Regions from separate parts of the Canis lupus genome. Here region 2 is linked to region 1. Evidence: chromatin contacts called from public Hi-C data. All regions are on one chromosome and are shown on one strand. The core of a region is the stretch at or near the end of the contact, and the rest is flanking DNA. Distances in the headings are between cores, read along the strand shown. Region 1 holds the start of SIK3 (serine/threonine-protein kinase SIK3). Region 2 overlaps SIK3 (serine/threonine-protein kinase SIK3).

What was found. Hi-C and Micro-C count contacts between places; a contact is called where the count stands out from the background.
Region 2: a Hi-C map of skin fibroblasts shows a contact between it and region 1, with 4 times the contacts expected there. The contact joins the enhancer-like site here to the promoter of SIK3 in region 1. A contact is called at or near these places in 5 of 9 Hi-C or Micro-C datasets (amygdala, blood, liver and 1 more).

Annotation. Positions count from the first base shown.
Region 1 is chr5:16,517,041-16,523,318 of UU_Cfam_GSD_1.0, reverse strand. It overlaps SIK3 (serine/threonine-protein kinase SIK3), which reads right to left and starts at 1,552. Exons shown (of 24, transcript XM_038536052.1): 1 at 1,280-1,552. The coding sequence starts at 1,552. LOC111095817 (a long non-coding RNA gene) reads left to right here and starts at 2,270. Exons shown (of 4, transcript XR_005359208.1): 1 at 2,270-2,447; 2 at 4,049-4,605.
Region 2 is chr5:16,679,390-16,685,822 of UU_Cfam_GSD_1.0, reverse strand. It overlaps SIK3 (serine/threonine-protein kinase SIK3), which reads right to left. Exons shown (of 24, transcript XM_038536052.1): 4 at 826-987. Among named protein-coding and RNA genes, the nearest start is that of APOA1, 86 kb to the left of the region's middle. Within about 2 kb of position 4,467, at least 2 of the 20 cell types and tissues checked have an H3K27ac peak or open chromatin away from gene starts, as enhancers often do.

The DNA of each region.
Region 1 (6,278 bases), core at 303-2,802:
TGTAGGCTCTGACAGAAAGGAGGGAAAAAAGGAACTTCAGGTTGTGAGTGAGCAGGAGAGAAGGCCTAGATAAGTTACTGGCTTCTGAAAATAAGCAATTGCCATAAAAGCAAAAAACAAGGCAGGCGATGATAAGGGCCAGACTGAGGAGGTGAGGAATTGATGTGGCTTTGGTAGGAAGCAGGAGCAGCAGCTCTAAGGGTGCTTCATCAGGTTGAAGGAAAACACAAACTGCAGTTTTAGATATAATGAATGACTACACTGAAAGTATTCATTCAAGTGAGAGATTGAGCAAAGCAAGAGATCTGGAGTACAAATGGGCTTTGTGGGTCCTCTCAAGACCAAAAGATTCCTCCTGAGGACTCTGGTTCCAATACTTCCAGTGAAGAAGGCTACCCCACATTTCCTCAAAAAAAAAAAAGGAATTTTACATGTCAAACCGTACATGTGTACTTATGTGCCTTCCTAACTGACCTTGGCCCATTTCACTAGTAACAGCTCCGCAAATCCCTGGAGAACCAAAGGGCCCAAGGAGTGTACTGATCCTCCAGGGTCTGGGTTCCTCCAACACCTCCTCCGTCACCCACCGGGCTTCCCCCACCACCGCCGAGAGCCCACCCCGGGGCTCTCTGAAAGCCCACGATTCCAGACCCTGCAACAACTAAAAATAAAGCAGCAACCCAGCTCTCCCGAACCGCTTACCCCCTGACTCCCTAGTGCCGTCACGACCCCGGGCGCCCTGGGCCTCTGCTCCCTGAGCCCCTTCCCGCGGAGGAGCCACGCGATCTGCCTCCCCCTCGTTTCCCCGTTTTCTCCGTCGCCTCCTCCAACGATCTCGGGGCCGTCCCCGGGCTCCCGCTCCCCGCCGCGACCTCCCATCAGTCCCGGGCGACCAAGCGCTGCCCGGCGTGTGTCACGGGGCGCCAGGACCGCGCACCCCCGCAGCCCCGCAGCCCCGCGCCCCGGCATGCCCCGGCCGTCCTTGGTCCTCTCCGAAGCCCCCCCGCGGCCACCCCGCGGTCCGCACCTCCTAGCCCCTGCCCCCGTCCCCCGGGGGCTCCAACTGCGGGCTCCCGGGGCCCCCGGCTTCGGGGTGCGGCTCCGCCAGGAGTCCCAGAGCTCCCCCGCCGCCCCCCGCAGCCCCGGCTCCGCAGCGTCGGTCCCCGGCCCCGGCCGCCCGGCCCCGCGCCCCGCGCCCCGCGCTCGCCCCGGCCCCGGCCCCGGCCCCGCGCCCCCGCCCCCGCCCCCGCCCCGGGCCGCGCTGCCGCCGCGCCGCTACCTTGGCCTTGGTGACGAGGTGCGTGGCCCGCTTGACCACCGCGAAGTTGCCCTTGCCGATGGTGCGGTCGATCTCGTAGTAGCCGATGCGCGCAGGCACCGGCCCGCGGGAGGCCGGGGCGGGGGGACGCGGCGGGCCGGCCGCCGGGGGCACGGCAGCGGGGGCGGCCGGCGGCCCCGGGGCGGGCGGAGGCAGCAGGCGGCCCGCCGGCCCGGCTCCCCCCGCCCCGGCCCCGGCAGCCCCGCCAGCTCCGCTCGCCGCCGCCGCCGCCATCTTGTTGTGCAGTGAAACCTCCCGGGCCGCGGGGAGCCGGCGGGGGGGAGGGGGCGGGGGGCGGGAAAAGCGGGGGGGCCGGCCCACGTCACTCCGGGAGGCGGGGCGCCCGCGCCGCCGGGGCCCGGCGCCATGGCAACGGCGCGTCACGTGCCGACGCGCGTCACTGCCCGCGGCCATGGCAACCGTGACGTCACCGGCCCGCCCGCCCGCCCGCCCTCCCCGCGTGGGACGGCGGCCCGGGCGCTGGCTCCCGGGCGCCCCCCTCCGGGGACGGGACGGTGCGCGCCGCCCGCCCGCCCGCCGCTCCGGGACGGCCGCCGCGCTCGCGCTCGCGGGCGGGGGCGGGGGCGGGGGGGGCCGCGGGAGGTGCAGGCCACGGCGCTCCAGGCCACCCGCCCCCTTCAGCAGTCGCCCGGCCTCCCGTGAACCAAAGTACTGCCCCGTCCCCGGAAACCGCGGCCTCGTCCCCCTTTAGCCCTCGAGGCCCCCCAGGCAGGAGCAGCCGCCGCGCCGAGGAAACCGTCAGCAGGCCGGTGGCCGGGCAGGGCAGTTCTTCAGCAAGATTCCTTCCAGCAGCGCAACTGCCCCGCGGCCACCGGGCGCCCCGTCACGGCCCGCGGGGTGGGGGGCGCGGGGGCGGGGCCGCGCGGGGATGCGCTCCGCCGGGGGTCTCCCTCCGCCCGGCCTCCGGCGACCCTGCAGCGGGGGGCGGTCCCGGCGGTCCCGGCGCCGCGTCCTGCTCGTGTCGCTGCCGTGACCCGACGAAGCAGCTGCGCGTCGTCCAGCAGGGCCACGTCGTGCTCAGGGACGAAACCGTCTGTTAGGCAAAATGAAGAAGCAGGTTCTGGCATCATGATTCCCTCCCCACGGGGACCCTCCAAAGACATCGAAGGTGACCAAAGTGACGCTTCCAACAGTGAATCTCACACTCTCTCTCTCTCTCTCCTTCCTCTGCCATCCGGATCCCCCAGGGCCCCTCCTCACTAGCTCCGCGCTTTCCCTTCCACTTCGTCCCACTGCTTCTATTAACTAGATTGATTTAATTGCTTTGGGGGGGGGGATAAGAGGGATAGGCGATGGGGCTGGCAATGGCAAGGTGGCCTTTGGCAGCCTGGGGGGTGCTAGAGACAGGGAGAGGACTGAACGCTCCAGTGTTAAGATGTGCTCAGTCCGGTCCGGATCCATCCACCTGGACGTCTGCCTGTCTGTGCGGCGGAACTGTGTCGTCAGGTGACCGCATGTACCATACCAAAACTGACACCCAGGGCACCGTGAGTGTGTGAGGAGGAGGGAGCCTATTGACTCTCTCTGACCCAAAAATGTTTACGAGCGCGTCCTGGCTCCCCATCTGACTATGAGTAATGGCTGGCACTAGGACGGGACAGAGAGGTCATCCCACAATTGTCTTGCATCAGTTCCCTGGTTGCTGTTCCAAACTGCCAACACAATTAACAGTAATTGGCTGCTTGACTAGCACGTAAGGATAAGGATGCAATGGTCCTCAGCTTCTTGTGTTGGTTAAGCCCTTGCCTTGGTTGAGCTCATTCAATCCCAAATAAATGATGGGGTGTGCCCAACCTCTCTTAGCACTTCATGACCTCACTCACCTGCCTGTGCATTAGCTTTAGCGCTGCACTCCAGAGTCACAGTTTTGCCATCTCCCTGGGGTGGGGGGCCTCAACAGAGATCTTAGCTGGCTAGTAAGGCAAGGGGAAAAGAATCTTTTACTGGGGAGGAACAGAACCAAAACCATTCTCACCAGGGTCTTCACAGCCTCTCCTCCGCTCACAGATATCATTGAACATCCAGTACCACAATTTCTGGCACTCTCTGGAGGGTGTCAAAAGCAAGAAGCTTCTGAGGAGAAACTGGGAAATGGAGCATGGGTCAGTCTCACTTCCAAAGAGGAAAGGCAGATCATGCTGGTCCCTAATAATGACCAGAATATGTATGCTGTGTGTTAGATTATTTATGCTCCCTGCTTATAGGGATTGAGGCCAGTAGATAGTGTGTCCCATTGAGAGTTGGACAAAGACTTGCTCGAAAGCTCCCTGAAGGGTTCTCCTTGGTAAAAAGAACATGGAAAACTGGGGAGGGCACAGAGCAGCAAAAATCATCAGGGAACAAGGAAAATAGTTTAGATGTATGCATTTAGAAAGGATTTCTTGAGTGCTAAGACTGAGGTAGGCTTGGGGAGGAACTGGCAGTCAGTAATAACGTGTCGGGACGCTAAGCAGTTTACGTAAGTGAACTCACTTAATCCACAACAACCCTGCGAAACACATTATACTATTCTCCCCATTTCGCCTATAAGGAAAATGAGGCACCGCAGGATTGAGGCAATTGGCCATGGTCATACACTCGAAAGTGGTAGAACTAGAATTCAAACTCAGGTGGTGTTCTCTGGAGCCCAAGAGCCCTCCTGGACTGGATTATACATCTGGCAAGGGAGGAGCTGGTAAAAAAAAAAAAAAAAAAAAATGGTTTCTCCAGAAGCCCAGGGTGACTGAACTCAGTTTAGACCCAGGGACGAAGAGGACTCCAGGAATTCTTGAGAGCAGGATGGAGTTGGCACGGAAGCATAACAAACAGCAAACTACAAAACAGACTGAAGTACCCGGGAAGCTTCACCTGTAAGTAGCACCGGAATGAGACTTGCTGGTTAGTGTGTCCTTCTGCTGCCTTTAGAAAACAGGTTGGAAGGTGTGTCCCTGCAAACTCCCCTGGGGGGAAGGGGGCTAAGTTCCCAGAGTCCCTGCCATCACACATGGAGGCAGAAAACTAGCCCCCACCCAGCCCTCACCCAGCTCCATAACCAGCTCACTCTTTTCTAGAAAAACAAGAGACTTTTTTTTTAATAGGCAAAAGATCGATTCAGAGATGAAAATGAGATATCTTCCTATGTAATGTCATTGGGTCTTGTTTCTAGAATTTGAAAAGGGCAAGCCAAGGCATGGCTTGATGGATACTGTAGGCCCACAGACCCTAGAAATGATGGAGAACCTCTGAGGACCTAAGGTCTGCCCAGAAAGAAATATAAGCAGTAGGAGGTAATTCATTAACTCTTTCATGACTTTAAAGGTGCTCTTAGCTTATCTGCAGAGCAGTTTACCAGTGACCTGGAAGAAAACTGCAACCTCACAACACAGCTCCAAAGATTCTCAGAGCCTTGAAGAAAGTCCAACCCTCACTTTACGTTGGCCCAATTTATTACTACTCTGAAAAAAAAAAAAAAAAAGCTAATGTTATATGAGCAGTCAGTTGATAGAAGGGCATCATTCAGAAATGCTGTATGTCAAAAAGCAATACCATATTTATATGCCACATATTGCCAAACAAGGAAATTATTACCCAGTTATAAATCCTGCCATCACATAGTAATCAGGACACTGATCACATTGTCCAAACACTCAATGTTCCCTGGTTCTCTGGAGGAGTCGAATGTGTGCCTTTTCTTTGTGAGGGCTGTGTTCTGCATTACCACTTCAGCTATGAGGCGGTTGCCTTTCCTCCTTCTATCCCAGATCAACCCAGTCGTGTCCAAATGCTCCCCCTGGGTGTCTAGGCAGCCAAAGTAAAGTACATAGTCTCCTGTTATAAAAGATCTTGGGGAAGGGGCTTAAGAGAAGCTAAATAAACTTTCACTCAAGGATTTTCTGTTCAGCTTGCCCACATTTTTCTTTTAACTGGAGCCATTCGAGCTATTACACCAAACTTAAAAAATTATCCATACTACTTGCCATATGTTCTAGGATGTGGAAGCAATTTTAGAGTATTATTAATCACCCTTTAGATCATCCAAAAGATCTTTAAGTATGATTTCTTTTCAAGGTTTTCTGCACTCTTCGATGTGACTGTAATCATCTTTTAGGATAAATGTTTTCCCCGGGTAGATAGGCCTTTGGTTTTATAGGGGAAAATACACTGGGTACAGAAAAAAAAAAAATTTATTCAGGTAACTTTGTTTCACAAAAGGACATGCTCCTTAGGGAAAGGTACACTTAGTTACCCTGTGGTCAACTCCTTAATATCTATGCCAATAAAAAATTTTTTTAATAATGTGCTGCTTTCTGCTAAATGAAGAGTAGAACTCAACAAATATTAATTAAAATTTTGGCATATTTGGATCCTTTTCTTTCCCTTATATAGAAGTGTCTCTAAAATTCTGAGAATTCACAACATTTCATGGAAGATAAGGATACACAGTTCAGGGGCACCTGGGTGGCTCAGTGGTTTGGGCGTTTGCCTTCTTCTCAGGTCATGATCCCAGGGTCCAGGACCCCCAGGATCCTGGGATCGAGTTCTGCATCAGGCTCCACACAGGTAACTTGCTTCTCCCTCTGCCTATATCTCTGCTCCTTCTCTCTGTCTCATGAATAAATACATAAAATCTTAAGGAAAAAAAAAAAAAGATTGGGTTTGCTTAGTTCTTCTACCAGCCTCTTAAGCTATTGGTTAAGAAAAATTCACTCAATTGGGACTGACCAATTGAGTGAATTGGTCACTCAATTCACACATTCAAAGGTGGCCAACCTACCTTTGTTTGCTTCATTTCTACCACAGTTTTCCTTAGTGAAACTAGAAAACCCATCTTGCACCCCTAAGACGGTACTGCCAGAGAGGAACCCTCTCCCTTGCCTGCAGAGACACCTGCTGGTCAAAGTTCTAAACTACAGGATGCCTAGCTGCGCTTCCTTTTCCTTTACACTGAAGGCCTTCTAGT
Region 2 (6,433 bases), core at 3,218-5,717, 160 kb before region 1:
TCAGCAGGATTACCACCCTGAAAGACTACATGTAGGTAACTCTGACCTGTATATAACATATAAAATAAATCTGAACCCTCAACTCCCACTCTTTTAAGGAGGAAAGTCCTTAGAAATGCTTTTCATCTTGACTTTCCAGGCAACTATATCCTAGCTGTCTTTCAGTTTTCTACAGGAGACCCCTCCCCTTTTTGCATGTTACATGGGGGACCCACAATATAATACTGAAAACTAGGAAAACAAAACTGGGTTCTTGTCAGATGTATACTTTCTGTCTGGACTGCAGTCACTTGCTTCTATCAATAGGTGGTGAGCTTGTATTGGTTGGGCAAATGCTGAGAGTTTATTGAAACTGAAGGAGGAATAGAGTGAGGCAGTGAAAAGTGCTTCTTAGGCACCATCAGTGAAATCTGAGGAAACAAAGAGGTCGAGTGCCTTTACACCAATGCAAGATTTGCACCTCCTGAATTCTCACAAAACTACAGCCTTCAGTGATGACATACATCAACCTCCCCAAGTAAGCCTGACAGGTTACACAGGTTCCGCAGTTGTTGTCTCCACTTCATGCTACTTTATTCGTTATTATTTAAAAGAGACTGTCAACCAACATAAGAGAATTTTAAATATCGCCCCTTTCTTCTGTTCTCCCCAGCCTAGTTCCATCTAATATTACATGAAAAATAACATCAGTGTGTTTTGAAGGTTTATCAATCTTCAAGCCACACACAAACAAATCTCTTATTTTCACAATACTTCTTTCTGAATAGATGGGAATAGACAATCCCTTGTTCAAAAACCTTGAGGGATCCTCGATGTACTTCTCACCTGCTATTTTAATATTCAGATTGGCATCCAGAAGCAAATTTTCAGCTTTTAGATCACGATGAACAATGTTCCGACAGTGACAAAAATAGACGGCTGCCACAATCTGTTTGAACTTCCGACGGGCCTCCTTCTCTGCCATTCTGCCATGGGCCACCAGGTGGTCTGCGGTGAAAAAGAGCACAGTCAGTTATGTTGCACACCGGTATCACTTCAAAAGGTGGACTCCAGGAGAGATGCAAGGGGGCCACCAGATGAACAGTTGAAGAAGTGAAACAAGCAAATGGCAACTTGTGGCCCTGATCTGCATCTATAGAAGCCCATTAGCAAGCAGTGCTCAGACTGTTTTCAGCATACATGAGTATGCAGAGGACTGCATATCCTCTACCCTAAGAAAAAAGAGTTCTGAGGGTTATGATGTTTTTTTTTTTGAGAATCATCACATTCAACACCTCCTCTCTCTTATCTCCATTGTAAGAGATTACAGCAAACATACCCTTGAAGATAAGAATCAGCAATATTTCCTGTGCTAAAGCATGAGTCAAAAAGCAGAGTCACAATAATCAATCATTTTGGGGACGAGAGGAGAGAAGTTAGTCACTGCTAAGGGAGAAACGGCTTTATATAGGAGCCCATCTATGCTAATCTCTCTTCTGCTTTCACAAAGTTTTACAGCTTAATCTAAAAATGTATTTGTTTGGTGATTACACTTGGAATGCATAGAGGATATGCCTCTATCTTTCCATCTGCATTTATGTGCTTTTCAAATATTTCTTAAACTGTTATTATTTTTGTAGATAACAATAGAAAACAAAGAGAAGTTTCTACCACTTTCTTTTTTTTTTCTTTTTTAAAGATTTACTTATTTATTCATTCAGAGAGAGTGAAGAGAGAGGCAGAGACACAGGCAGAGGGAGAAGCAGGCTCCATGCAGGAAGCCGGATGTGGGACTCGATCCTGAGTCTCCAGGATCACACCCCAGGCTGCAGGTGGCGCTAAACCGCTGCGCCACCGGGGCTGCCCTCTACCACTTTCAATGAAATGATTTCACTGGTAATAGGACTAACTAAGCTATAGCAAAAGATTTCCATGTGATGAACTTTGTGATACTATAAATCAAGCTATCTTCAATATTTAAAAGTGAACTGGAAAAAAAAAAGTGAACTGACTGACCCAGAGCCAATCCCATTAATTACCAATTACCAATATAATTAAATACTTTTTTCTAACATTGCCAGTAGGTTTATACTGAACCAATGAATCCTAAACCCGAGTTCTTCATCTAATTGATAACATATCCAGATCATAACAACTGATGGGATTAGAAACACTGGTGATACAACTTGCCCTACTGAAAACTTCCAATGGTCTCATTAGCACTATCCTTAACCTAACTCATCTAGACGGGACAAGGACACACTTGCCATCACAAGCATCCTGAGATAGTGGGAACATGAAAAATCAGACAATATAAATAAGCATATTACTGTTTATCAATAGTCATCTCAATAATCCTACCCAACTGTTCTGGCACCATGGCGAGCACCCACAGGACCAGTCACATGTATCTTTTCTTCATCACAAAGAGGAAGTCTGAGATAAAACATGTGCACTAGTATTGACCACCAAGATTGAGGGCTTAGGACAAGAAATGGGGGTAAGGTGTAAAGAAGGGGAGCCAAATGACAATCCATCTACACAGCAGATTTTCAAATAATTCAAACTACATTCTGACCACAAAGAGCATAAAACTTTAGCATCAAATACTACAGTAATTTTAAGAATAACGTCTTGTAGATCACTGAAACTATTAAGAAAGACCCTTCAACAGAATTATTGTAATTGTTGGTGTTATCAGTGGCTTCTACCCCAGCTTCTTGAAGCATTTCCCTCAAAGGCTATCCTTTATTACAGCCAAGATGACCAGTGTAGTAGGAAAAAAAAAAAAGAGAAAATGGGAAGTCTTCATTTAGAAGTTAAAAGGACAAGAATACCACTTTCTACAGTTTAGAGGTAGTGATAAACGAGCACGCACTCTGGTGTATTTACGCTTCTGGTGAGATCTGTCAAATGAACTTTAAACACCACCAAGTCCCTAACTAGGGAGAGTCACTTAATATAAGCTGTTAAAGAAGTGGACATCCATCAAACACGCAACGCTAGGTTTTATTTTAAGACTCCATCCTCTCTAACAGTACCTGCTCCTTTGACCCCCTATTCCTCTTAACCCAAGGCCTAATTATTCTAATAATATGTTTTAGCTGCTAAACTTTGTCTAATTAAAGGGCTTTGAAGAGACAGCTATTCTTGAGAAACATAAAAATAAACCCTTATGAAGGTTTACCATCAGAAGCTCATTTGGCCAAGCCACCCATTAATTAAAATGCCCAAGAGACATTCGTCTGGCAGTAAATACTAATTACCAGAACACATCAAAGAGCTTCTTAAATACAACAGAATGATTAATTTTGTGATTTCCAAAATAAGTGATTTTCTTTTATTTAAAAAAAACAACTATATTTTCTAAGTACTTTGTTTTCCTAAAATGATTGCAAAGTTCTCAAAATTGTTACACGGGCCAGGAGCTAGTGGAATGCAGCCTAGTCCTGTTTTATCTCCACAATGACACACTGGTTGTCCTTGGACAAATCATTTATACTGCCAATATCCCCACCTCTTGAACTGCTAAGCAGAAAGAAACCCTGTTCCACGCAATGGCCAAAGAAAGGATAGCATATTTGCAAATAAACTTGTACAATGATTGGGAGTTATCCTATACGATATAACTTTAACTTTCAAGGGCATTTAAAAAGTATTTTTAAAAAGGTCCACTCAGTATCTAAACAGAGAATATTCAAATATTTAGCTAATAGATCCTAAGGTTCTTCAGGATTCAATAGTGCTTGAAGGTAATTATGATATATATCAAATGTCACTGTTACATGGATCTAATTAAAAGGTATTTGTGAAAGCATCCTGGGTAAGAGTTTAAGCTATATAGTATTTTCCCAGAGACACCTATAGTATCCCTATAGTTATGAATATAAAGATATACAAATCACTTTTTTCAAGTGCTGGCTGCTAGCATCAGATCTTTTTTCCTAGTTACTGTGTTTGACGTTTACATTTTCTCGGCTTTGGAGAAGTACAGTACAGGACCACCTTAATGGCTCCCTGTCATTCAGACTTTTTGGCCTCTGCTTTTATTTCTGCCCATCTGATTGCCGCCGCCGCTACCTCCCATCCCTGTTAGTTTGCTTTCAGAGCAAACCTATGGGGGCTAGTGGGTGTGCCAGGAAGCCAGCAGCCTGCAGTGGTTTCCAGTCCCTGCTGAAACCGCCTTTCAGCTGCCCGAGGACAAATGGCTGCTTTATGTTCACGTGTGCCCCATAGGCAGGCAGCAAAAACTTTGCAAGCTCAAATGCGATGTTTAACTTCCAGCAAAGAAACTCAGAGCAGTAGCCCGGCCTGGACCTAACAAAAAGTCACAGCATTTGAATAAATACTGGGGTAATTTCAGAAGACAGATGAAACAAACTGGTTCCAGAACCACTCAGAATTCAGAGTAAGATACATTCTAAATCTTGTCTGGATAAACCTCAGTGGAAAGGCACCCTGAGGAATTGTCTTGCTTCTTCCAGGCAGCTCAGTGAGCTAGTTCTCCTAAATCCTGAGGGCCATACCACCTTGTACCCTTAGTCTTGAACTTCTCACACAGCAGCCAGGATCCCAGGTCCTGGGCCCCAGCCTCCGAGCCCAGATCCTCTCCAGTTACTCATCTGTTGTACCAGCCCCAACCCCTTTCTCTCTTCAATGATGCACTCTTTATCTATTTAGCTGTCCCTCTATCTCTGGGGCAAATGTTAAGTTCCTCTCTATCACAGCTTCATTCCAACCATTTCAGACAAGACAAGGATGAGGTGACTCTCTGCTAAAGGGAAAATACAAGTCTCCTGTGTCAAGTTTCTATCCAAAGGAAGAAGTTGAAGATGACTTTCTGACTTTCCAGTTGCCATAAATCACTTTGCAAGGGACTTCTTTCATCTTTTTTTAACTGCTCTTCCTCATGAAGTAGGAAGAAGCTAAGCTAGTGACACAGTGGTGGTGGGGGGATGCATATAGCTCGAGAAGAGAATTCTTAGAAATGGAGGGAATGAATTCCAAAGTGTAAAAGTATGAAGAGCAAGTAAATATATAAAGTTTGCTTCAGAATTCCCTACTTGTAATTTTGTCCTAATCTGACTCAGGAAGAAATATCTTGTGGTACATTTTAGAGTCGAACCTTTCAAAGAGCGAAAATACACATAAGGCGGTCTTAACTTCCTTCGACCAGCCTCACTGGAGTGTCAGAGGCACGCCACTAATGGGATGGTGGTGGGGAGCCAACACTTCTTAAAATAAGTCACTCTTCCACTATAAACAGACAGTGTCTCCATTTGTCTGCTGAGTCTATGACTCCAACTGATCCAAAACACTAGCTGAAAATGAATATGCTCTGACAGCAGGTCAACCAACAGGGCAGAAATTTTTCATTTCTTTTGATAAAGAAATAGCCCAGTCCAGAACGGGGTGGCGGGGAAGCAGCCTGTGTGCTAAGCTTAGGTGGCTACCTGAGAAGACTTCTGCCAATTCCAAGCTAACCACAGCTGGCAGTTCTGTGCTTTGCCACTCACTTCTATCATTTCTTCTCTCTACACCCATGGAAACGACTTCCTGTTTATTAAACAAATGCTTCTTTCCAAAAGAGCCAGGGCGAGGCCAAGAGAACTCAGCTGCCTGGGAGCAGGTTAACAAGAGTGCACTCACTTCAGTGTCATCCTGTCCCTAACCCATGCAGGCCCCAAGCTACCACCCTGCTGGAGGAAGGAGGGGCTGGAGGAAGGAGGTTCGTTACTTTGTTTTCCTTGCCAAGAATCCAACTACCTCACATCAGCCTTCTTTTCTTGTTGCTGTTTCTCCTCGGTATCTTTTTTTCTTCATGCTTCCAGGCCAAAACCCTTGTTGTCACCCCATTCTCTTTCTCCCACACCCATATCCAACCCATCAGCAGATTTTATTAGCTCTATCTTCAAAACATACCCAGCATTCAATGAGCCCTCACCCCATCTCCAACCCACCTTCATGTCAGCAAACTAGTCCAACAGCCATTATTTCCCTTCTGGAGCACTGTGATATCTCATCGGAATGCTCCTAATACCCTCGATTCTGTCCTTGGAGGCCTATGATCCACTCTCAAAACAACCAGAGCAATAACTTTTTAAAAACTTTATATTTTGAAGTAATTACTAATTCACAAGAAGTTGCAAAGAGAGTACGGACAGAGCCCATGTACCCTCCATCCGCTCTCCCTCAATGGGCAAATCTTACATAATTCTAGAATAATATCAAAACCCAGACTTTGACATGGGTACAACATGAGTACAGTCCTATGTCATTTTCTCACATGTATGTTTGTGCAATGACCATTGCAATCATGATATGGAATGACTTGGAGTTTCTTGGTACTGAGTATTCCTGCAGATACAAAAACAAAAAGCACACCATATTTTCTTCTATCCCAAGTAAGTTAAATTTTTTCCTTAAAAGTCTTGAGGAAACACAATTTCTTTGT